Linked DNA regions of Mus musculus: all the other regions are linked to region 5. The links are chromatin contacts, called in public HiChIP or PLAC-seq and promoter capture Hi-C maps. All regions are on one chromosome and are shown on one strand. The core of a region is the stretch at or near the end of the contact, and the rest is flanking DNA. Distances in the headings are between cores, read along the strand shown. Region 1 holds the start of Efcab8 (EF-hand calcium binding domain 8). Region 2 holds the start of Mapre1 (microtubule-associated protein, RP/EB family, member 1). Region 3 holds the start of Commd7 (COMM domain containing 7). Region 4 holds the start of Dnmt3b (DNA methyltransferase 3B). Region 5 holds the start of Cdk5rap1 (CDK5 regulatory subunit associated protein 1). Region 6 holds the start of Dynlrb1 (dynein light chain roadblock-type 1).

What was found. Promoter capture Hi-C pulls out the DNA fragments that hold promoters and counts their contacts. HiChIP or PLAC-seq counts read pairs in DNA pulled down with a chosen protein or histone mark.
Region 1: an H3K4me3 HiChIP or PLAC-seq map of bone marrow-derived macrophages shows a contact between it and region 5, with 5 times the contacts expected there. The contact joins the promoter of Efcab8 here to the promoter of Cdk5rap1 in region 5. A contact is called at or near these places in 2 of 39 promoter capture datasets (embryonic stem cells and hippocampal neurons) and 2 of 115 datasets of contacts at active chromatin or transcription factors (bone marrow-derived macrophages and embryonic stem cells).
Region 2: a contact with region 5 is called in a promoter capture Hi-C map of embryonic stem cells, with 2.4 times the contacts expected there. The contact joins the promoter of Mapre1 here to the promoter of Cdk5rap1 in region 5. A contact is called at or near these places in 4 of 39 promoter capture datasets (the 3T3-L1 cell line, embryonic stem cells, erythroid cells and 1 more) and 5 of 115 datasets of contacts at active chromatin or transcription factors (astrocytes, bone marrow-derived macrophages, embryonic stem cells and 1 more).
Region 3: a contact with region 5 is called in a promoter capture Hi-C map of the 3T3-L1 cell line, with 2.1 times the contacts expected there. The contact joins the promoter of Commd7 here to the promoter of Cdk5rap1 in region 5. A contact is called at or near these places in 2 of 39 promoter capture datasets (the 3T3-L1 cell line and hippocampal neurons), 2 of 484 Hi-C or Micro-C datasets (both in the G1E-ER4 cell line) and 1 of 115 datasets of contacts at active chromatin or transcription factors (astrocytes).
Region 4: a contact with region 5 is called in an H3K4me3 HiChIP or PLAC-seq map of forebrain, with 4 times the contacts expected there. The contact joins the promoter of Dnmt3b here to the promoter of Cdk5rap1 in region 5. A contact is called at or near these places in 2 of 39 promoter capture datasets (embryonic stem cells and hippocampal neurons), 3 of 484 Hi-C or Micro-C datasets (the N1E-115 cell line and cortical neurons) and 3 of 115 datasets of contacts at active chromatin or transcription factors (astrocytes, embryonic stem cells and forebrain).
Region 6: a contact with region 5 is called in a promoter capture Hi-C map of erythroid cells, with 10 times the contacts expected there. The contact joins the promoter of Dynlrb1 here to the promoter of Cdk5rap1 in region 5. A contact is called at or near these places in 1 of 39 promoter capture datasets (erythroid cells) and 2 of 115 datasets of contacts at active chromatin or transcription factors (T-cell acute lymphoblastic leukemia and large pre-B cells).

What each region holds. Positions count from the first base shown.
Region 1 is chr2:153,777,497-153,780,886 of GRCm38.p6, forward strand. Efcab8 (EF-hand calcium binding domain 8) reads left to right here and starts at 1,750. Exons shown (of 29, transcript NM_001370916.1): 1 at 1,750-1,929; 2 at 2,435-2,476.
Region 2 is chr2:153,739,458-153,742,796 of GRCm38.p6, forward strand. It overlaps Mapre1 (microtubule-associated protein, RP/EB family, member 1), which reads left to right and starts at 1,830. Exons shown (of 7, transcript NM_007896.3): 1 at 1,830-1,962.
Region 3 is chr2:153,630,660-153,634,149 of GRCm38.p6, forward strand. It overlaps Commd7 (COMM domain containing 7), which reads right to left and starts at 2,122. Exons shown (of 9, transcript NM_133850.2): 1 at 1,935-2,122. The coding sequence starts at 2,018.
Region 4 is chr2:153,648,088-153,651,831 of GRCm38.p6, forward strand. Dnmt3b (DNA methyltransferase 3B) reads left to right here and starts at 1,362. Exons shown (of 23, transcript NM_001271744.1): 1 at 1,362-1,653.
Region 5 is chr2:154,370,915-154,374,653 of GRCm38.p6, forward strand. Cdk5rap1 (CDK5 regulatory subunit associated protein 1) reads right to left here and starts at 1,805. Exons shown (of 14, transcript NM_025876.2): 1 at 1,767-1,805; 2 at 1-41. The coding sequence starts at 22.
Region 6 is chr2:155,235,037-155,238,396 of GRCm38.p6, forward strand. Dynlrb1 (dynein light chain roadblock-type 1) reads left to right here and starts at 1,497. Exons shown (of 4, transcript NM_025947.3): 1 at 1,497-1,581. The coding sequence starts at 1,579. Gm52565 (a long non-coding RNA gene) reads right to left here and starts at 1,467. Exons shown (of 2, transcript XR_003954076.1): 1 at 1,372-1,467.

The DNA.
Region 1 (3,390 bases), core at 500-2,999, 590 kb before region 5:
GCCCCTGTCCCCAAAAGGGGCCCAAACTTCAGAATCTCCATTTCGACAAGGTCCGCTTGTCTGGGGGGAAAACCCTACTCTACTCAGAATCTGTAGAATATTCTGTTACATTTAGGCAAAAAGGGCCTGCCCTGGGCCCAGAACTTTAGGGCAATCCTTCCTACCTTGTCTTCTCTGGCTGTGTCCTACTTAACTAATGGAAGATTCCAGAGGCTAAGGAGATGTGGCCACCCAGAGTCAACCCCCTATTCCGTTCTCTGAGCACTAAGACTCAGTACTACTGCCCAAGGCAAAGGGGCATTTTTAAATCTTAATGATTGCTATGACCTTTTTTTTTTTTTTTCAATTAAAAATTAGATTGTGGGTGTGGTGGTACACATACGTAGTTCCAACACTTGGGAGGTGTTGGGAGCCGCCCCCACATTCGCCGTTACAAGATGGCGCTGACATCCTGTGTTCTAAGTGGTAAACAAATAATCTGCGCATGTGCCAAGGGTATCTTATGACTACTTGTGCTCTGCCTTCCCCGTGACGTCAACTCGGCCGATGGGCTGCAGCCAATCAGGGAGTGACACGTCCGAGGCGAAGGAGAATGCTCCTTAAGAGGGACGGGGTTTCGTTTTCTCTCTCTCTTGCTCTTGCTTCTCTCTCTTGCTTCTTGCTCTCTTGCTTCTTGCTCTCTTGCTTCTTGCTCTCTTGCTTCCTGCACCCTGGCTCCTGAAGATGTAAGAAATAAAGCTTTGCCGCAGAAGATTCTGGTCTGTGGTGTTCTTCCTGGCCGGTCGTGAGAACGCGTCTAATAACAGGGAGGTGGAAGGGAAGAGTATCAAGTCATACATGGCCATCCTTGGCTATTTATATAGGAAGTTCAAATCACCTGGGCTCCATGAGACCTTGTATTAAAAAACAAAACCATGGCTGGAGAGTTAAGAGCACCGACTACTCTTCTAGAGATCCCGAGTTCAATTCCCAGGACCACATTGGTGCTCACAGCCGTCTATATAATGGGATCCGATGCTCTCTTCTGGTGTGTTTGAAGAGAGCGACAGTGTACTCATACAAACAATAAATAAAATTTAAAAAACAAAACTAAAGCCTAGATCTAATGGGTCCACTCCTGTTACTGGCAGCTCCTAGAAAGGCCCTGCATTTGCTTTTAGCCTTTGGTAGGCAGAACCAGGACACTCCTTATCCTTGATCACCAACTCAAGGGATCACCAGTGTGCACTGTGTGGCTCCACAGAGCAGGAAGATGAGCGAGTGGAAGTAGAAATCAAAGCCCAGCCAGCTTTGGACCTCCAAACAGGAAAAGGTTGGAAATGAGAAGCAGGCCTTGGGTGAGTCTGGCAACCGTGCTGCTTAGGCGTGAGACGAAGCCCAGCAAAGTGCCAACACTAAAGAGATCTCTGTCCAACCAAAAGGGGGTTAAAAACTAGGGCCTGGCCAAGACCTGGAAATCCACTTCAGCTCCAGGGAGAAGACAAAGGGAAAAATTCCAAAACTAGAGGTGTTAGTAGAAACCAAATCGCTGTAGTCCTAGGCGAAGGAGCAGGAGAAACCCCGCCTTCCCTCGCTCCCCTATCCCGGGTGCTACCCCTGCTAGCCGCCTGCCTCTGGCCCCGCCTACCATAGCCTCGCCCCTCCCACCTACTCTCGCCAACCAGTTGCCGCTTCGGCCACGTGGAGAGTAGTTTTCCTCCAGCCGCAATTTCAGCGCCTGTCCTACCCACGCGCACATTTGTCTTTCCCAGACGAGGTTAACGTCTCATCTCGCACAGCTGTGCCTTCTGAGCCCTTCCCCTGGAGACATTGTTCTCTGTGCCCCCCTTTGCTTCTGCTCTGTTATCCTTCCTTGATTCTCGTAGAGGAGCTTGGGAGTGCGCTCCCTGTTCCTAAAAGGACTCCAAACCGTATTTCCGTTCTTCCAAGGTCTGAACTGGCATCTGCAGCAGGCTGGAAAGGGCAGATAGTGCTTAGACCTCAGGATGTCCCCGGCCAAACTGTCACCAGCTGGAGCTATCAGCCACTTCCGCCCTACCTTACCTAGTGCCTTAAACTAGGACGGGCAAGTCCTTTGGGGGTACAGGAAGAAGGACAGATTGGGGCCTACCTATCTTCCCTTCACTCGGGATTTGGAACCTAGTGCAGTGACAGATGTTGGCGAATATTACCCACCATCCAGTTTAGGTCCGGTTTCCTGCGACAGCTGCCTAAGGCATGCTGGGGCACTCCGCCACACCCCCCCCCCCCAACTTCCGTACTGCTGGGTTATTTCCCTTCATCCTGTGGTATTCTCATAGCTAGGAGCTAGCCCTATCCCATCTCCTTCTCTTCCCCACCTTCTTCCCCACTTCCCCAGATTTGTATTCCTTTTTTTTTTTTTTTTTCATTCTCTTACAAACTACTTCCGGACACTTGTTTGTTTTTCCTTCAGAGTTCACAACCATCTGGTTCTGTCTGCATTCCCTTCCTCAAGGTACTCTGTGGGGAAGGAGGACCCCAGTTCAATGGGTTGCATTACGGGCCACCTTGGTTTAAGGGAAGGTAGGACCCTCCCCCCTTTTCACTGCCATAGAGTGAGCTGGAGGGTAGATGTTGATGAACAAGGGTGCAAGGGCCACCTTCTTCCTTTGTTCTGTTTTGAAGAGGTAGTTGGTTGTCCCAGCCTGAAAAAAAAAATCTTTCTTTTTTCTTTCCTTCTCCCCCTTCTGTGTGTTAGAGGAATGCATATTTGACAGGTGCCCCCACTTCTACACCTGCCCAGATAACTGCCATTAACCTTATGGCATATTTCCCCAGGTCTTTTTATTTTTTAAAATTTATTTGACATGTGTGAGTGTCTTTGTTTTGTTTGTTTTTTCGAGACAGGGTTTCTCTGTGTAGCCCTGGCTGTCCTGGAACTCACTTTGTAGATCAGGCTGGCCTCGAACTCAGAAATCCACCAGCCTCTGCCTCCCAAATACTGGGATTAAGGGCATGCGCCACCACCACCCAGCTATGTGTGAGTGTTTTATCGGCATGTATGTCTATGTATTGTGGGTGTAGTGCCTAAGGAGGTCAGAGGAGAACATCAGATCCTCTAGAACAGTAGTTACAGTCGGTTGTGGGTTGCCATCTTGGCTGCTAGGAATTGAGTGCAGCTCCTCTGCGGGAGTTTTTAACTGCTGAGCCATCTCTCCAGCCCTGCCAGGTCCCTTTCAAGGCCAATACAATTCATATAGTTAACAGAAATGTACTTTAGATACACTTTTGCATTAGGTTTCTGCCGTTTTCCGTGGCTCTTTTTCCAGTACCACATCCTGTCTCTTGTGTTTCCTTTTTCTATTCTTTAAATGTATCTATACCCTAAGCTTATGAGTCCTCAGATTTCTAGAGATTTGCGTTTTATTT
Region 2 (3,339 bases), core at 580-3,079, 630 kb before region 5:
ATATACAAGCACTGAGACACAGTCTGGAGCTAGAACAGGAAATTGCCTCCATGCAAAAGCAGAAGATAAAGGCATTAAAAAGTAAGGAAACATTTGCAGTGCTAAGAATAAACCAGATGACATTGCAGGTGCTCTTACATGGTGACTTAGTTTTTCATTAAGGTGCTGTGCTGGGCAGTTTTATAACACCTTGACACACGCTAATGTCATTTGAGAGGAGGGAATCTCAATTAAGAAAATGCCTCCCTAAGATGAGCCCTTAGGCAAGCTGGTAAAGTGTTTTCTTAGTCATTGATGGGGGAATCTCATCAGCCCACTGTGGGTTAGGACACCTCTGTGCTGGTGTGGTCTAGGGTTGTGTACTGGCTAGTTTTGTGTCAACTTGACACAGCTGGAGTTATCATAGAGAAAGGAGCATCAGTTGGGGAAAGGCCTCCAGGAGATCCAGCCGCAAGTCATTTTCTCAATTAGTGATCAAGTGGGGAGGGCCCCTTGTGGGTGGGACCATCTCTGGGCTGGTATTCTTGGGTTCTATAAGAGAGCAGGCTGAGCAAGCCAGGGGAACTAAGCCAGTAAAGAACATCCTTCCATGTCCTCTGCATCAGCTCCTGCTTCCTGACCTGTTTGAGTTCCAGTCTTGACTTCCTTTGGTGATGAACAGCAATGTGGGAGAGTAAGCTGAATAAATCCTTTCCTCCCCAAGTGCTTCTTGGTCATGATGTTTGTGCAGGAATAGAAACCCTGACTAAGACAGGTTGTATAAGAAAGCAGGCTGAGCAAGCCATGAGGAGTAAGCTAGTAACCGACATCCCTCCATGGCTTCTGCATCCACTCCTGGCTCTAGGTTCCTGCCCTGTTTTCCTTCAGTGATGAACAGAGATAATATGGAAGAGTAAGCTAAATAAGCACTCTCCTCTCCAAGTTGCTTTGGTCATGTTTCATTACAGGAATTGTAACACTAACTAAAACAGGCGCCAAATCTTTTTTTTTTTTTTTAAATTTAAAGGCAAACAATAACTGTGTAGCTCTCTGGCTGGCCTTGATCTCAGAGATTCTCTTGTCTCTACCTACTGAGTCCTGGGATTAAACGTTCATACCACCACAGTTATTTGTGGGCATATTTGCGTGTGTGTAGGCATGCGAGTGGCACTGCCCATGTGTGTTAGTCAGAGGACAACTTGCAGGACTCGCGTCTCACCTTCTATCAGTGGGTCCTGGGGTTTGAACTCATGTTGTCAGGTTTGGGGGCATGCACCTGCTAAAGCATTTCGATGGCCATTTTTTCTTTGTTGAGACCAGATCTCGCTGTGTAGCTCTGGCTAGCTTGCTACTGTAGACCAGGCTGGCCTTGAATTTACAGTGATTCTCTTTCCTGTCCAAGTGTACACGAGTGGCCTAGCACTCCCAGTTTTTTCTTTCTGAGACAGGGTCTCGTGTACCTCAGGCTGAACTCCCAGAGAGAGGGTCTGGGATGATGACAAAACGATTTGCTGGCAAGATAGGTGTGTTCCACCACAGCTGCCATCTGTGGTGTTGGGGACTGAAACCAGGGATTCATGTATGCTAGGCGAGCTAACCTTCCTCCCGAGCCTATTCATTAATCCATCTTGGTCAAACGAATTTTCTTCTGGGCTACAGCAAACCAGAATGTGCAACTGGACTCCGCCTCCTCAGAGGACTCACACGTCATTGGTCGCAACTGACCACGTGCCCAACAGGCTTGCTCCCCGCCCCCGGGCATGCCAGCTGTCGATCAAGCATTCGGCCCCGCCTCCGGCTCGCAGGCCAGTCCGTCTCTATAAAAGGCCGGGCGGGAGATGACGAGCCCCTGCGTCGGCGCGTCACGGCGGGGTGCGTGTGAGGTCATCGCGCGCGGGCGGGCGGGGTCCGACGGTTTGAACGAGACGAAGACGGAACCGGAGCCGGGCGCGCGGACGGCGGACGCGGGTCCTGAGAAAGCCGGTGAGGCGGCTGGCGGGCCCGGGCGGCGGCAGCAGTCGGGAATTCACGGGAGGCGGCTCCTCGTGAGCAGTGCGGAGCCGCGCGGGCAGTGGGGGGGAAGGGCGGGGCCGCGATCCGGTGCGCGGCCTGGGCCGGGGGCGCGCGCTCCGTTGTCCCGGGGGCGGGGCGTGGGCCGGAAGTGGGGGCTGCCTAGTGGTGACCGGCGAAGTCCTGACTTTGCGGCTGGGCCTGGAGGGTGTGTGCCCACGGGCGCGCGCGCGCGCGCGCGAGGGGCGCGGTGGGGACCCTGGGTGTAGGAGGCGTCGTTGCATAATGGGTGGGAGTTGGTCCGCGGAGTTGGCCGCAGAGTGCGACCTTAGGCAGGCGCTTCAGCCTCCCCGTGCCTCAGTTTCCTCCTCCGTAAAATGGAGACAGTAGAATTAAGCACAGAAAGGTTTCAGCTCGGTGCCTGGCAGAAGTCAGGCGGTCCGCGGGTGGTGGTTGAGTGCCTAGTAAATGCTAGGCCCCGGTCTCATCAGGGAGTAGACAGGCAAAGACATGCTTTCTAGGAGTCTGCTTTGTGGGTAGAGAGCCAGGAAGCAAGAAAATGAATACATGGCCAAGATAATTTCTGTAATTACTGTAAAAGGGCGATACCAGTACTGCAGGGTATAGCCTGACCTCTGCATCTTGGCGATGAGGATCCGGTGGCCCATTGAGGGAAGTTCAGCTAGGCCTGATGTCTGCCGGTGATGGGATGTCTTGACTAGCATTAATCAAGATAGCTCTTTAATGGGCACTTGTGTATAAGGCATTGTGTTAAGAGCTTGATGTAGCATTGTGTCATTTAATAGTCACATTGCCTTGAAAAGATGCTATCTTTATTCTCTTTCTTTCCCCTCTGTTGTGTTTTGCTCATTTTATTTTCTCTGTGGGGCTGAGAGGTGACTGCAGTTCCCCCACTGTGCTGAGCTGCTCATCATTCTTTTACAGAGGCGAGTCTGAGACTTTGGGTAGGGAAAGGACTTGCCTTACGTTGTCCAGCAAGTAACTCAACTCCAGAGTCATATCCTGTGTGCTACTCCTCCTTCTCCATCTAGAAACTGTTTCATACTTTTGTGGTGTCAAAGTGCCAGGACATAGAAGCTTGGGAGGCGGTGTGCTTTTCTGATACTTACCACAGCTCTGTGAGGAAGGTAGGGTCTTATTCATTTTACAGGTAAGCCATTTCTGAGGAAAGGAGACATGTTTCATACAGGGTCACATAGCTCTTTTTAGTGCCACCTCCCTCTTGCCTTTCCATAGGACTCTGGATGGTACTTGGAGAGGAATAGGGTGTACTTTATCCTACACTGAATTGAAGTGGGTAGGGAGCCAAGTGTGGTGAACATGCCTGTA
Region 3 (3,490 bases), core at 872-3,371, 740 kb before region 5:
CAAATAAGTGAAATTCAGCGAGGCATGGTAGTACACTCCTGAAAACCTCTCACTGGGGCCTCAGAGACACTGGCAAGTTCCAGGCTACCTGGACCACAGAGTGAGACCTTACATCCAGGAACAAATAAACCAATCCCCAGCAGAGAGAATGAGGCAGGAGAATCACAAACTTGTAGTCTAGGCTACATGGCTAAATTATTTATTTATTTATTTATTTATTTAATTATTTATTTATTAAAGAGCTGAGCCTGTTGGCACAGGTATATAAATTCAGGTCCTCAGGAGGTTGAGGAAGGAGGATTCTAAATTCAAGGCCAGACTGAGCAAATTATTGAAAATGGGACTCAAACAAGGCCAGGCATAATGAATGGTACACGCCTAGAATCCTAGCCTTGGAAGGCAGAGAGGAGGATGGTTTTTAGTTCCATACCAGTCAGGGTTACAAGACCTTATCTAAAAATAAAAGAGAAAACCACAACAGCAAGCCACCACACAGAACCTAGTGGGGATTAATAGATATCTCACCACAGTGTCACACACCTGGAATCGCAGCACTTGGGGAAGCTGAGGCAGGGAGAACTTAAATCTGAAGACAGCCAGGGGACAGAGAGACTGTCTCAAAGCCAAAAAAGAAAAATCTTGGGGCTCGTAAAATGGCTCAGCTGACAAAGATGCTTGCTTCAATCCCTGGAACCTACACAAAGAAGTGTCAAAGCTCACTTCCTTAGGTTGTTCTCTGACCTCCCCCACAACATATAAAATGTAATACTTTGAAATAACCTTTAAAAAAAAATCAGTAGAATCTCTCTTTCTCCTCCTCTAACCCCTCCAAATAGGAGTCTTCCAGAAATCAGTGGCAACAGCAAAATCTAGCCATTTCCCTGGCCTTTGAAGTTAGACATTTGGTTGTGAATTCCTGGTTCCAGTTTTGCAATTTTTCTGCTTCCACCTTTCTTTCAAGAGGTGGCAATGACAGGTATGGACTACTAATAAATTCTATTTTTGTTATTTACTTATTTTGATATAGGGTCTCACTATGCAGCTCTGGACAGTCTAAAACTCATGAATTAAGAGACCGACCTGCCTTGGCTTTCCAAATGCTGAAGTTAAGGTGAATACTACTCTGTGTTTGTTTGTTTGTTTGTTTTTAATTCTTCAAACTGGCCTGTGTGTGTCTGGGGTTGAGGGCCCCACTTCCTGGGAAGCTAAGACCCCGTCAGGGAAACATCTTGAGGGACGAAGGGTTATTTATCTATTTTAAATGTTTTTTTGACAGGAGGTCTCATGATGTTCAGACGAGGCTTGAACAAGATACTTAATCAAGCCGGGCGGTGGTGGCACACACCTTTAATCCCAGCACTTGGGAGACAGAGGCAGGCGGATTTCTGAGTTCGAGGCCAGCCTGGTCTACAGAGTGAGTTCCAGCACAGCAAGGGCAAATCCTGACTCGGAAAAAAAAAAAAAAAAAAACCAAACCAACCAACCAACCAAAAAAGATACTTAGTGAAAGCTGGATCCTAAGTCCCACCTCCTAAGTGCCGGCATTGACAAGGACCACTGTCACCCGTTTATTCCGTGCAGACGCCCCTCACTTGGCCAATTCCTGCAATGTGAATAGGAGGTGGCATTCGGAGCTCTGCAACAGGGACCAGGCCTTCAAAACAGGCATGGTTCCTTTCCTGGATTGGAAAGGGGTGTGGTCACCGGTCCTGTCTGAGCCTCTTCCGGCTCAGGCCCAGGGCCCCACTTAGGCCGGACCACACTGACACCCACAACCCGTTTGCAGTCGATTTGCCCTCCCTAATCTATTCAAACCGGGGGCCGCTTGGAATCCCCTCATTCCCTCCTCTAGGAGCCTACAAATCTAAGTCCCCACCTCCGGAGTGCGTCCGCCCATTCCTGAGCCCGCCCGCCCCCGTCCAGGCGAGCCCCACCTGAGCGCCCAGCTGGTTCAGCTGCTGCATGTCTCCGCGCACGGCCTCGGGCACCGGGTCCTGCGTGCAGTGCAGGCGGCCCATGGTGCCAGGAACCCCGCAACCGGGCAGCGACGCTCGCTTCCTCCACCCGGGTCTCGCTGCGCTTCCGCAGCCGCACTTTCGCCACACTCCCAGCCGCGGTTCTCGTGACAGCGCACGCGCGACCGCCGGGTTCCAGGAACCGCTCTGAGCAACCCAGTAAGATTCCAAGTCTCTGCCTGGGAGACCCTGAATATAAAGCACTTGTCCCATCTGAGCCTCAGTTTCACAGAATTGTATTATCTAGGGTGGCTGCTGCGGTTTTCAGCCTCCCCAAACTTTTGAGCTCAGAGCCTGGAGCACAGGTCTTCCACAGTTGCTGGTTGCTGTCCACCCCATTGCTGTTAAACATAGGGTACATCTACCTATCGAATATATCAACCATTTTTCTTTTTCTATCTCCTCTATACATTTGGTGTGGAGGATTGGTTCTGGATCTTCACACAGACTTGGCAAGGACTATGCCACTGAGCTACATCAAAAGCTCCCAGAAAATACTAAATGCCCACCAGAGGCCAAGCACTGATAACAGGGAAGGGCATAAACCAGACTATGGTGTCCCTCTGAGAGTCTACACCAGAGTGAAGAAGCAGATCTGAGACTTGGACAGGCATTAGTGTCATCTGGACAATTTCATGAAACCGCCAATGGCTGGGTCCCACCCCCAATCTCTGAGTTCTGAGCAGAAAGGCTTGGGGAACAGCTGGATAATGTACATTTCCCATTAATTCCCAGGAACCACACTTGGAGAGCCTTTGGAATAGAGGAATTTGATCCAGCTAAGGAATGTTGAGAGCCTTGGGCGAGGTGGTGGTCAGAAGGGTTGAGATAGTGAGACCCAAGGCAATCATGACGGAGCTGGGGTCAATCTCAGAGCACGTACCCAGCCCGTTCACCTTCAGAACTCAATCCCTGGCAAGGTGGAAAGACCCAAGCCTGAGTTCTCTGCAGCCACTGGGTGAGTGCTGAGTTCACCCTCATTAGACCTGAGAAAATAGGGGTATATACTCCCTGGGTGCTACGCAAGGGCTGTGCCTGGCATTGCTAGCCTGAGTACCCTGGAAACCTGGGGTTAGAATTGGCTGTCCTTCTGGCACTTCTCTGAAAAGTTTCCCTTTGGAAAACATTGATAAAAAGCTTTCACCCTGAGACTAAGCATATCTAAGAATGTGCAGCTCACAGGACGCAGGTGACCAAGGACAGTTATGACTTGTTCCAACACAAAACTTTAATTACTTAAAACATGAAAGGTGGTCGTATACACCTTTAATCCTAGCATTCAAGAGGCAGAGATAGGGGTGGATCTCTGTAAGTTTGAGGCCAGCCTGGTCTACACCATGGGTTCCAGGCCATCCAGACCTACATAGAAACTCAATCTCAAAGAAAAACAAAAAAATTATAAGCTTTCCTTTTGTAGTTTTCTTTTGTAATTTAATTGCTCAATTCTCAAGCCTCAGGTGTGAACTTTGTAAATG
Region 4 (3,744 bases), core at 112-2,611, 720 kb before region 5:
CTTTTTTAAGTAGAAAAGGGCCCAGGAAGTGTTAAGACTTGAAGTTCCCCAAATAGTCGCCATTTGCCCATTTACTCACTAACCAGGAAGAAGGGCAGGAGGAAAGCTGTGTTTAACAGGAGTTAGAACCCCAGAGGCAAGAGACCTGTGGAGATTCATTCATTCATTCATTCAACCAACTTGTATTGAGTTAATTCCTTTTGATGCTAGCCTCCCTGTGGACCTGTGCTCCTAGAGAGATGTGGCTTCCAGTTTCCATCTAGATGGAAGATGGAAGCCACCTCTGCCCCGCTAGGAGATGCAGACAAGACTATACAAAACAATCTCAGATGGGTTTCAGTGTTATAGGATTTGAAGACTGTTCTGTTTGGTGATAAGAAAGCCTCTTCTTGTGACAGATCTGGGGAAACAAAGTCTGAAAGGAGGAAAGAGGCCAAAGCTTTCCTTAGAAGGACAATGCTTGGTGTGTAGGAGGAGCAGCAAAGCAGAAGAGGTTGGAGTGAAGTCAGGGAGCCAACAAAATAAAAGATCCGTGAAAGCTGAGCCTGCACGTGCTAGGCCTTGTATCGAGCCGAGCCTTTGCAATCATTCGATTTGTTTATCCCTTTAACATATATTTATTTAGTGTCTACTTTAGTGATCACCATCTAATGTATGGAGACAGACAAGCAGGAAAACAAATAAACATGAACGCCAGGTGCCTATCATAAGTATTTGTGTTTCTCCAGTGGTTCAGCGTGGGCCTTTTGGCCGAGGCAGCCCTAAGCTGCAGGGTAGGGCTCCTCCCCAGCTGGCACGAGGAACCCAGGTAGTTGGGGGAACATGTATGCTTTTTCTTCCTCCAAGGCCTCCTCTCCCCTCAAGATGGCTGACAAAGGCCAAGCTAGGTGAAAGCAGGAAGCAGAACGGGGGTCCCCAGCGGGTGACCCATAGGGCCACTACAGCGCCCTGGACAGCTTTGCAGCGGAGGGATGGTCGAAAAGCCAATGCAGGGTTGCTGTGTGACTCCAGCAGGAGCTCTTCCCTCTCTGGGCCGCTCATCCAGACCTGTGAATGTGCTTGTATGTGCGTGTGTGCATCTGATCTGGATTGGGGGACAGGAAAGGGGGTGTCTCAGGTGGAGAGGGCTGGGAGCTATCCGTGGGCTCTGGTCATCTAGGAGGGTGACCCGCAAGGCATAGGGGGCCCAGGGGAGGCTCCCGAGGAGGCAGGGCGAGGAAGCTCGGGAGGGATTTCAAATCTCCCTCGCCCGTCCCCTAGGCCCGGCCGGCCGGTGAGTGGCTGCGGCGGGGGCGCCCCCCGGGCGGGGGCGGGGCCAGGGCCGGGCCCGGGCTACAAGGGCAGCGGCGCCGCCCCCTCCCCACCCACTCCCGTGCGCGCCCGGCCCGTAGCGTCCTCGTCGCCGCCCCTCGTCTCGCAGCCGCAGCCCGCGTGGACGCTCTCGCCTGAGCGCCGCGGACTAGCCCGGGTGGCCCACTGGCGCGCGGGCGAGCGCACGGGCGCTCCAGTCCGGCAGCGCCGGGGTTAAGCGGCCCAAGTAAACGTAGCGCAGCGATCGGCGCCGGAGATTCGCGAACCCGACACTCCGCGCCGCCCGCCGGCCAGGACCCGCGGCGCGATCGCGGCGCCGCGCTACAGCCAGCCTCACGACAGGTGAGCGCCACGCGCCCCTCGTGGGCTGGGACCTGGTGGTTGGGGCTGTGTGGGTTCCGGGACGACAGGTCCCCTGGTGGCGCCTGGATGTTTGCCGGGGTTGGGGAGAACGGGGCGCGTGGCGCTTAGCGGGACGGGGACACGGGACTGGGCACGGGGACAGAGGAAGCGAAGTCCCCGCTGCACTCCGCCACTCTGAAGAGTTGAGGGAAGGAGACCTGCAGCAACTTTTCTGGAGTGTAGAGTTGAGAACACTTGGGAGCGGAGTGGGGCCCGAGCGGTGGCTGTCCCCGGGACCCAAAGTCCTTACCTAGCCCAGTTCTTACCCAGAGCCTCCTCGGGGAGGAAAGGCTGGGATGTAGAGGCAGAAGTTGTTTTGTCAATGTAGTAGTGGTTGTGGATCCGTTCTGACTTGGAACCTCGCACTCCCAGGTTGGGATGGCGCTCTGGGTACCGGCAAGTGGGGATGCTAGATGGGCGTTGTCCCCGGGGTCCTCCGGAGCGGAGCCTCTTGTGCTGCAGCGTTGCCGGCTGCTGGGAGGGGCTGGCTGAGCACACCTGGCCGGGGAGGAGCCAGCGGGGGGCGGTTCCTCACCTTGCCGGCTGCCCTAGGGGCTCACTTTCCATTCTTAGCCTTCTTCCGGGGTGAGGTGGCCCCACTACCTAGTCCATACACTGAGTCCTTAATTATAAAATGACCCTCTGCCTCCACTTCCTAGCGGTTAATCGTCCGTGCTTCAGGGATTGCTTAGGGATACCTGTGGAATCCGTCCAGGCTAGAGGTTGCAATCAAAGCGGAGACCTACTTACTGCGTTCCCAAGGTTGGACTGCACGGAGGGGAAGAGTTTCTTGCTCCAGTCTCACCTGTGGCAGCGGCAGTCCTGTGATCTCCATGCCTCTGCCTGTGATTCCCTGTGATTTCTGCTTTGCACTCGGAAGCATATGAATTAAAATGAATTAAGGCCTCAGTAGAGTGCTTCCGGACTTGTGGATGTTGTGGGCTTTGGGCTGGTGACACTCACCGACCTTCCTCTGTCCACCAGGCCCGCTGAGGCTTGTGCCAGACCTTGGAAACCTCAGGTATATACCTTTCCAGACGCGGGATCTCCCCTCCCCCATCCATAGTGCCTTGGGACCAAATCCAGGGCCTTCTTTCAGGTAAGCTACCCACCACCACTGCATTACACCTCCCAGCTTCAAGGTAAACTTCCGTAAGGTTGGTAATACACCAAGCACCATCTTTATTGTGTGGTTGGCCTCATTACCTCCCGGCACATGGTTGGAAGCAGACTGCCCATCTCGGGCAAGCACTGTCTTGGATTTGTGCTTAAGTCCTACTATTGCAAAAGCAATTACAGTTCTATCCATGTGCTTTAGTTGCTATAGAAGGCCATGTGCAATAGAAACAGTTCACTAAGATTAGGGAGGAAGCCAGCTTGTGGGGTCTTCAACCCCCCCATCTTCAAGGTGGGATAAGCACTCAATGGCACAGCACCTGGAGTAGGCCTCAGTATGCGAATGTTGAGGTACGCTGGGCCGAGCGGAATGGAAAGTCACCCCTGCCAGCCCCTCCTTTTCCTGCCTCCCCGAGGTACTGTGTTTCATTCTCAGCTATGGAGGCATTTCTGAACCATCATTGTCTGTGGCTGGGGAGTTGGCAGGAAGGGCTGTCTTTGTTTCCTTTTTAAAAAAAATTTATATTTTATTCTGTACGTGTGTGCACGAACAGGCCATCACTGTGAAGGTCAGAGGAAAACGTGTGGCAGGCAACATACTCTACCATGTGGGTCTGGAGATCAAACTAAGGACACCAGCCTTGGCTGCAAGTGTCTTTACCTGCAGGGCCATCTCCACTCCATCACCGACCCCTTTGTTCCCTGTTGGAAAAGGGCTGTGTTGTTTATGGTTTTGGGCCACTTTTTTTTTCCTCCTTCCCCCTCTATGTTTGAGGATTGCTAAAGGTGTAATTGACAAGCTAAGCAAAATCCTTCACCTTTCCTGTTGGGGTGGGGAGAGCTGAGACAAAGGGGCTGGTGAGGCTGCTGGGGCCAGCCACATCCTTCTTAAAGCCATAGGCCCAACTCTTACCC
Region 5 (3,739 bases), core at 555-3,054:
GGACACACCGTAAAGGATGCATGGCACCTGCAGCCCCAAATCTGCAAAGGAATGAAACACACCAGTATTTACGGCACACTCCATACAGGACTGCTCTGGACACTCCTCCTCGCTAAAACAGAAAAATGCTTTTTGGGGGGAGCAGGGCTCATAAGAGATGTTGAGACTTAATCTCAGGATTATTCTGGGCTGGCCTGGAACTCAACTTCCTACGTAGTCCAGGCTGGGCAGATTGTGAGGTTATGTGAGGTTAGGTTTGTTTGTTTGTTTGTTTGTTTTTTGAGATCTTCCTATGAAGTCCATACTGACCTCCAACTTTTCTCATTCCTCTCACCTCAGTCTTCCAAATGCCAGAATCACAACCCAGTTCCAAGGTACTGTTTTGTTTTGTTTTGTTTTGTTTTGTTTTGTTTTGACAGGGTTTCTCTGTATAGCTCTGACTGTCCTAGAACTTGCACTGTAGACCAGGCTGGCCTGAAACTCAGAGATCAGCCTGTCTCTGCCTCCTGAGTGCTGAGATTTAAGGTGTGCACCACCACCTCCCTTAAGGTACGTTTTATGATAGTTTACCTTAATCTAAACATGGTAAACCTATATTCCCAGTAACCTGGGAGGCTAAGGCAGGAAGATCATTTGAGCCCAGGACTGCCTGGACAACAGTGAGGGCTCTTAAAATATATTATATCTCTAATTTACAGGTGAAAATAAATAAAGGCGGCTCAGTGACATGGCTTAGTGGATGAAGGCACCTGCCACCAAGCCTGACTCCCTGAAAGCCACACAGTAGAAAGAATTCTTTTCCATAGATTCTTCTATCTCTACACATACACTATGTATGGCACATTCATGTGCATGAGCACAGGAACAAAAACCAAATAAATAAAATGTAATTAAAAAAAAAAACACCAACCTACTCTCTTGTCGGAGAGGAGACTTTTGGTTTGAGTTTTAATTTTTTTCACATTTTTATTTTTATGCATATTATGGTATGTGAACCATCTTAACAGCCCAGGTGTGAGCTTTCAAATCATCTACTTCTGCCCTTTAATTGTTGTGTGACCACGTTTTTACAAGTCAAATTTCCACCTCTGGACTACAAATGTCATATCCATTTTGGAAAAAAAAAAAAAAAAAGTACAATAGGACCTTACCCCTTGCCAGATGTTATAAGAATTACACATTAAAAACTTAGATTGGGGGAGGGGGGGACTTAGAGCAGTGGCTCAGTGGTTAAGAGCACTGACTGCTTTTCCAGAGCCTGAGTTCAATTCCCAGCAACCAAGTGGTGGCTCACAATCATTCACTAGCAGCCCACACTTCATTTCAAAGCATGGACCTTGGCCGGGTTCTGGGCGCGTCTTCATGTATGAGTGTTGGGGTGGGGAACGGTCCTTTCTGACGAACCTGGTGGAAGGATCAAAAGCTTCAAGTTTTTGCACAGCACAGCGCGGAACCACCTACCACATCCAAGCGTGTGAGTGCTAGGCGTGGCGGCGGCAACTGCGTGAGCCCCGTAGCCCCTCTCCGAGGTCTATCAGACCCCATCTCTGCTTCACAGGGCAAATACTAGGGCTTAGAAGGACGCTGTGACTTGGCCAAGAGCCGGCAGCGGGGCTGAGCTACACTCGCAGCGGTCCTACTCAAGGCCTAACACTGCCCAGTGATACCTTCTCCTAGCGCTTCTGGCTTTTCCTGGACGGTGCGAGCCCGCCCTGCGCCACCGCGGGTCACCCGCAGGACACTAAACTCAATCTCAAGCCTCTCACCTCCCACAACTGCAAGGTCCGCGTCCGAAACCGGAAACTGTCGATCTGCGTGGGTTCCCTTCTCAGGAGTCCTCCGCTGCGCGCCTAGGCGTGCAACTTCTGTTCCGCCGTGACTTTCGCCCGCGGTGTTCTAATGGTAGTGTTTCCTGCCGGCTTCGAGTCCCAGGACCCTGGCTTTGAAAAATAAAGCCGTGAGACCTACTACTTCTTTAAATGCTAATACCGCCCCCCACCCCCACCCCACCCCACCCCAAAAAAAAAAGTTAAGTAAAGCTTAAAACCAGGTAGGCGGGCTGGAGAGATGGTTCAGCGGTTAAGAGCACTGAGTGCTCTTCCAGAGGTCTGGAGTTCAATTCCCAGCAACCACATGGTGGCTCACAACCATCTGTAAAGGGATCCGATGGATGCCCTCTTCTGGTGTGTCTGAAGACCGCGACACTGTACTATTATGCATAATAAATCTTTTTTAATTAGAAAAACAAACAAACAAACAAACAGGTGGGCAGTCTCAGAGTCTGTATCTGCCCTTGCCCCAAGAGAGTAAGGGATTCTTAGGGGTGTTCTGCCCCCTGGAAAATAGGAGCTCTGACTTCTCCTCAAGCCTGTCACCCGTTAGCTCCCTCCTGCCATATGTACTTTCCTTCCCTCTCCTCACCAGACCCTTTAAGAAAAGGGCCACCATGGGGCTGGTGAGATGGCTCAGCATGTAGGACACTTGCTGTTTGACGACCTGGGGTCTAATCCCCAGAACCCACAAGGTGAAGGGAGAACTGGCTCCCACAAGCCCTCTGAACTTCACAGATAGGCCATGGGACATGCAACATCTCTCTCTCTCTCTCTCTCTCTCTCTCTCTCTCTCTCACACACACACACACACACACACACACAGACGTCTCAGGACGCTGTAGCACACTTCGGTGTTCTCAGGAGGCAAAGGCAGGCTAATTCGAAGCCAGAAAGAGCTACATAGTAAAATTTCGTAGATGATGGATAGACAGACAGACAGGCAGACAGACAGATGGAATAGAATAAATGTAAAAAAAAATAGAAAAGAGGCTAACCAGTGGTTTCTGTGGCTAGCTCTGAACGGCCTCGTCTTTCCTGGATCTCCCAGATGGCCCTGAACAGCCTAATTGTTCCTCACTACCTCCTTACCCTACTCCTGTCACATTCCTGCCCTGGCCCTCTCAGCCATTCTCCCTTCCCTGTTGACTCTAGCCAAAATACCTCTTCTCCCCCAGACCGAACCCATAGTCCCTACACTCAAGAAAATGCTGAGAACAGGATTCAGCCAGATCGGAGCCCTGGGGTCAGAACCACCCTATGTAGCATAAGTGTTTTTTCCAAGCTTCACCATAAATATTAGTTTTAAAGTGTGAGACATTTAAGTGTAAAACATTTGGTTGAAGCACAAACTGCAGGTGGACAGTTCAAAAATCTACAAGCATAGAATGAGTAGCAAAGAGGCGCCCCCTCCTGGCCTCTTCCTGTCATGACTCTCATCAAGAGACTGGGTTTGGAGGGAAGGAGTGGGGGGCATTCCCAGCCTTCCTCTTTGCCAATGGGCTTTTGTCGTTTTGTTTTGTTTGTTTTGTTTTGTTTTGTTTTGTTTTGTTTTGTTTTCATTTATGTGTTTATGTATCTGGGCAAGAAGCCGGAAGTACTTCTGTTTGGAAAGCCAGAAGCTAGAGTTGGCTCAGTCTGTAGGACACTTCCAAATGAAGCTAGAGTTACAGGCAGTTGTGAACCACCTGATGTGGGCCCAGAATCAAACTCTAGTACAATCCTCCAAAAACTTCTCAGCTATCTCTCCAGCCCTCCAACAGTTTCTGTAATATGTTACCTCTGCATTCTCTGGGTAAGACATTTTGGACCTCATTCTCCTGTTTCAAAGACAGTCTCAATGCGCGTGTCCCCTCAATACCATAACCTTCAAGAAAGTGGACATAGGAGGTAGGGTCTTCACAAAGTGA
Region 6 (3,360 bases), core at 247-2,746, 860 kb after region 5:
TGACCTTGAGATTTTGTTTTGTTGGGGGTTGCTTATGTTTCTGCTTTGGAGACAAGCATCCATCTGTGAAGCTCAAGCTGGCCTAGAACCTGCTATCCTGCTTCAGCCTTCCAGGTGCTGAGATTACAGCTGTGTGCCAACCAGACCTGATTGACTTTGAGATCCTCCTCAGCCCAGTACATCCTTTTGGAGAGAGTGCTGTTCAATGCCATGGAGCAGTGGTTCTCAACATGTGGGTGGGTCATGACCCCTTTGGGGTAGCATATCAGATATCCTGAATATCAGATATTTATATTACAACTCATAACAGTAACAAAATTAGTCATGAAGTAGCTACGAAATCATTGTATGGTTGGGGGTCACCACAACCTGAGGAACTGAATTAAAAGGTCAGAGTATGCCGGGCGTGGTGGCGCACGCCTTTAATCACAGCACTCCGGAGGCAGAGGCAGGTGGATTTCTGAGTTCGAGGCCAGCCTGGTCTACAAAGTGAGGTCCAGGACAGCCAGGGCTATACAGAGAAACCCTGTCTCGAAAAACAAAAATAAATAAATAAATAAATAAATAAAAATCAGAGTATTAGGAGGGTTGAAGACGATTGCCTTAGAGAATATCCCTCAATATGGGTTTAATTTTCTTAAGATTGGATTTTAGTGGCAAATGCCAGGGAGGTCATGTTCCCTTAGTCCATCATACTAGGTGCACAGGACATCAATACAGATACCGTTATCCTTGGTCTGATTTAGTGATGCCTGCTGCACTCTTAATGCAAACCTCACTGAGGAAAAGGTACTTGCCATGAAACTCTGGAAGCAGATCATCAGGCTTGGTGTCAGCAAGTCCCATTGCGGGAAGAAACGTTCGTGAAGAAAGTGGAGGTGCCAATCACACAGTGAGGCTATTGAAGTAAGCTATGCGACTTTCCTGCGACAAAGGTTCGTTACATGCCAGTGTTTTAAGCTAGGTTTTCTGCTAGAAACCCGGATATTTTTCATAGCCTGCAAGAGTACACAATGACCAGAGGACAAGACAGGTCTTTGGGAGAACTGGTCCTCTAAAGAGGTGAGAAACTGGCAGGGCAAAGAAGTAAAAAAAAAAAAAAAAAAAAAAAAGTTTCTTTCAAGAAACACAGGCATGCGGTGGAGCTCGCGACCCCACATCTTACACGCCCAGGACAGCCTTGACTAATTCATCCCAGAGCTTGTTCATGAGATGCCCAACCTCGGGGCTGCCCATGTCCTCAGCTCATTTAGGTTCCTGCTCTCTGCCTCAATCTGGGCCAAAGGGAATTAGTTCAGCAACAGTTGGCCTCAGCCCAGGGACCTGGATTGAATACTGAAAACACGCCAAGACATGACAACTCGTCCTCACCGATGGAGAGGAAATTCTCCACAGCAGCTTCCTTCTTTCCCAAAGGGTTGAGTCCTTGCTTCGTTGACTCCCGTCAGCCCGCCCATCACTGCTGGCTCCTGATAGGCTGCTCGATCTGTCCGTCTCCACAAAGGACTGTGCGCAGGCTCAGAAGGGCGGGGAACGCGGCTAAGTGTTGGCGATTCGGAGCTGCAGGATCCGTCCGAGATGGTGAGTGTCCACCCAAGGCGGCGGTAGCGGGCTGCGGCCACCCGGCGTGACCATCCCCCGGTAGGGGTTCTGGTCGTTGGGCGTCGCCCCGCGGGACCCGGGGATGCGGGCCTTTAGTCCCAGCCGAGGCGGAGCGACCGGAAGCTGGTCTGTGAGGGGTCGCCCCGGAGGCCCGCCCTCCGGCTCGAGTACAGTTTTGCTTTTTGGTCAGTGTTGGGAGACCCCGGCCGGGCTGCGACGTTTTCTGAAGTCCGGCATATGGCAGGCACCCTGGGCGTAAGCGCTTACGTGCATGGCCTTTCCTCCTCCGCTCTGGGAAGTAGGTACGGCCATTAGGGCCATCTTCACACTTGGAATCCTAAGGCAGCGATCCCCGGGATTCGAACTCTGCAGGCTTGACTGCTGCCTGTGGGTTCAGTTTGGCGTTGGGGTCAGGTACCGGCGAGGTCCACCCCACGGGGGTCAGGGTGGTGCTTTCAACCCTCACAAGTGTACAGAATTTATAAGGCCTTTTCCGTCGTTAAACCAAACCTCAGAATTTTATTTACAACGGATGCACGCTTGCAATTCCAGCTCTGGGAAGGCGAAGGCAAAAGCAAAAGGATTTGAAGTTGGAGGGCAGCTTAGGATATAAAACGCCCAAGCTATTTTTGTTTTTAAAGTTAAATATTTTATGTATATAAGTAGTGTTTTGCTTGTATGTATTGTTAAGTGTTCCTGCTGCTAAAGAAGGGTTTCGTGGGCACTCCACGGAAGCCCAGGAACCACACAGCTCTGAGGGGAGAAGGTGTCCCATGGAAGGGCATACTGAGACACGGGGCCAGGAAGCACACAACTCTGAGAGGAAGTCTCCTCAACAGCAGGGAGGGTATCCCCAGCTGAGCCGGGTAGTTCAGGAGTCTCATTGCAGGGACAAATCCAGGGTGTGGAGGGATGAATCCTGGGGTGGCTGTCTCTGCTCTGGGAAGTGGGCAGCAGGACACCAAACAAAGAAGAAGTCTTAAGTAGGATTTCTTAGGTGGCAGAGCTTCTCAGGGCAGAGATTTCCAGAGTGAGAATTGGTTGGGATTTGGGGGAGCTCTGGGATTGGTAGGTTTTCCTGTCCAGGCATTGGTGGGGTTTTTTTGCCCCCCTTTTCCTTCATCAGGACCATTGAGCTAGGATGGGAAGGCCTTCCCAACTGCAGGCAGCTGCCATCACTGTTGAGATGTTTGGGGAGGCCAGAGAGGACATGGTACCAGGGGTACCTCCTGATGGCTGAGGCAGCTCCAGTGAGGGCTATAGGCTGAGGCAGGAGCAGAGGTGCAGCCATTTTGACAGCTGCAGCCTGCTGCTTAGTGAATACATGTCTATGTATAATGTGCCTGGAGAGGCATCAGATGGGGACTGGATTTACTGATGCCTGTGAGCCACCATATAAGTGCTGGGAGTCAAATTCACTCCTATATGGAAGAATATCCAGTGCTTTTAATTACTTTTTTTAGTCCCAGAAAACTAAGCAACTGAGAAGGAAACAGACTGGCATCACCTAGACAGTGGTTATCAACCTGTGGGTCTCAGCACACAGGGATCACATATCAGATACTTAGAGTTATGAAGTAACAGTGAAATAATTTCGTGGCTGGGGGTCACTACAACATGAGGAACCATATTAAAGGGTCACAGATTGGGAGGGTTAAGGATCACTGAGCTAGAGGCAACTACATAGGTACATTGTGTATGGTGTTCTTATTCTGTTTTTGTTGTGGTCTGCATCGACTGTTCAATTAGGGGTCTGTG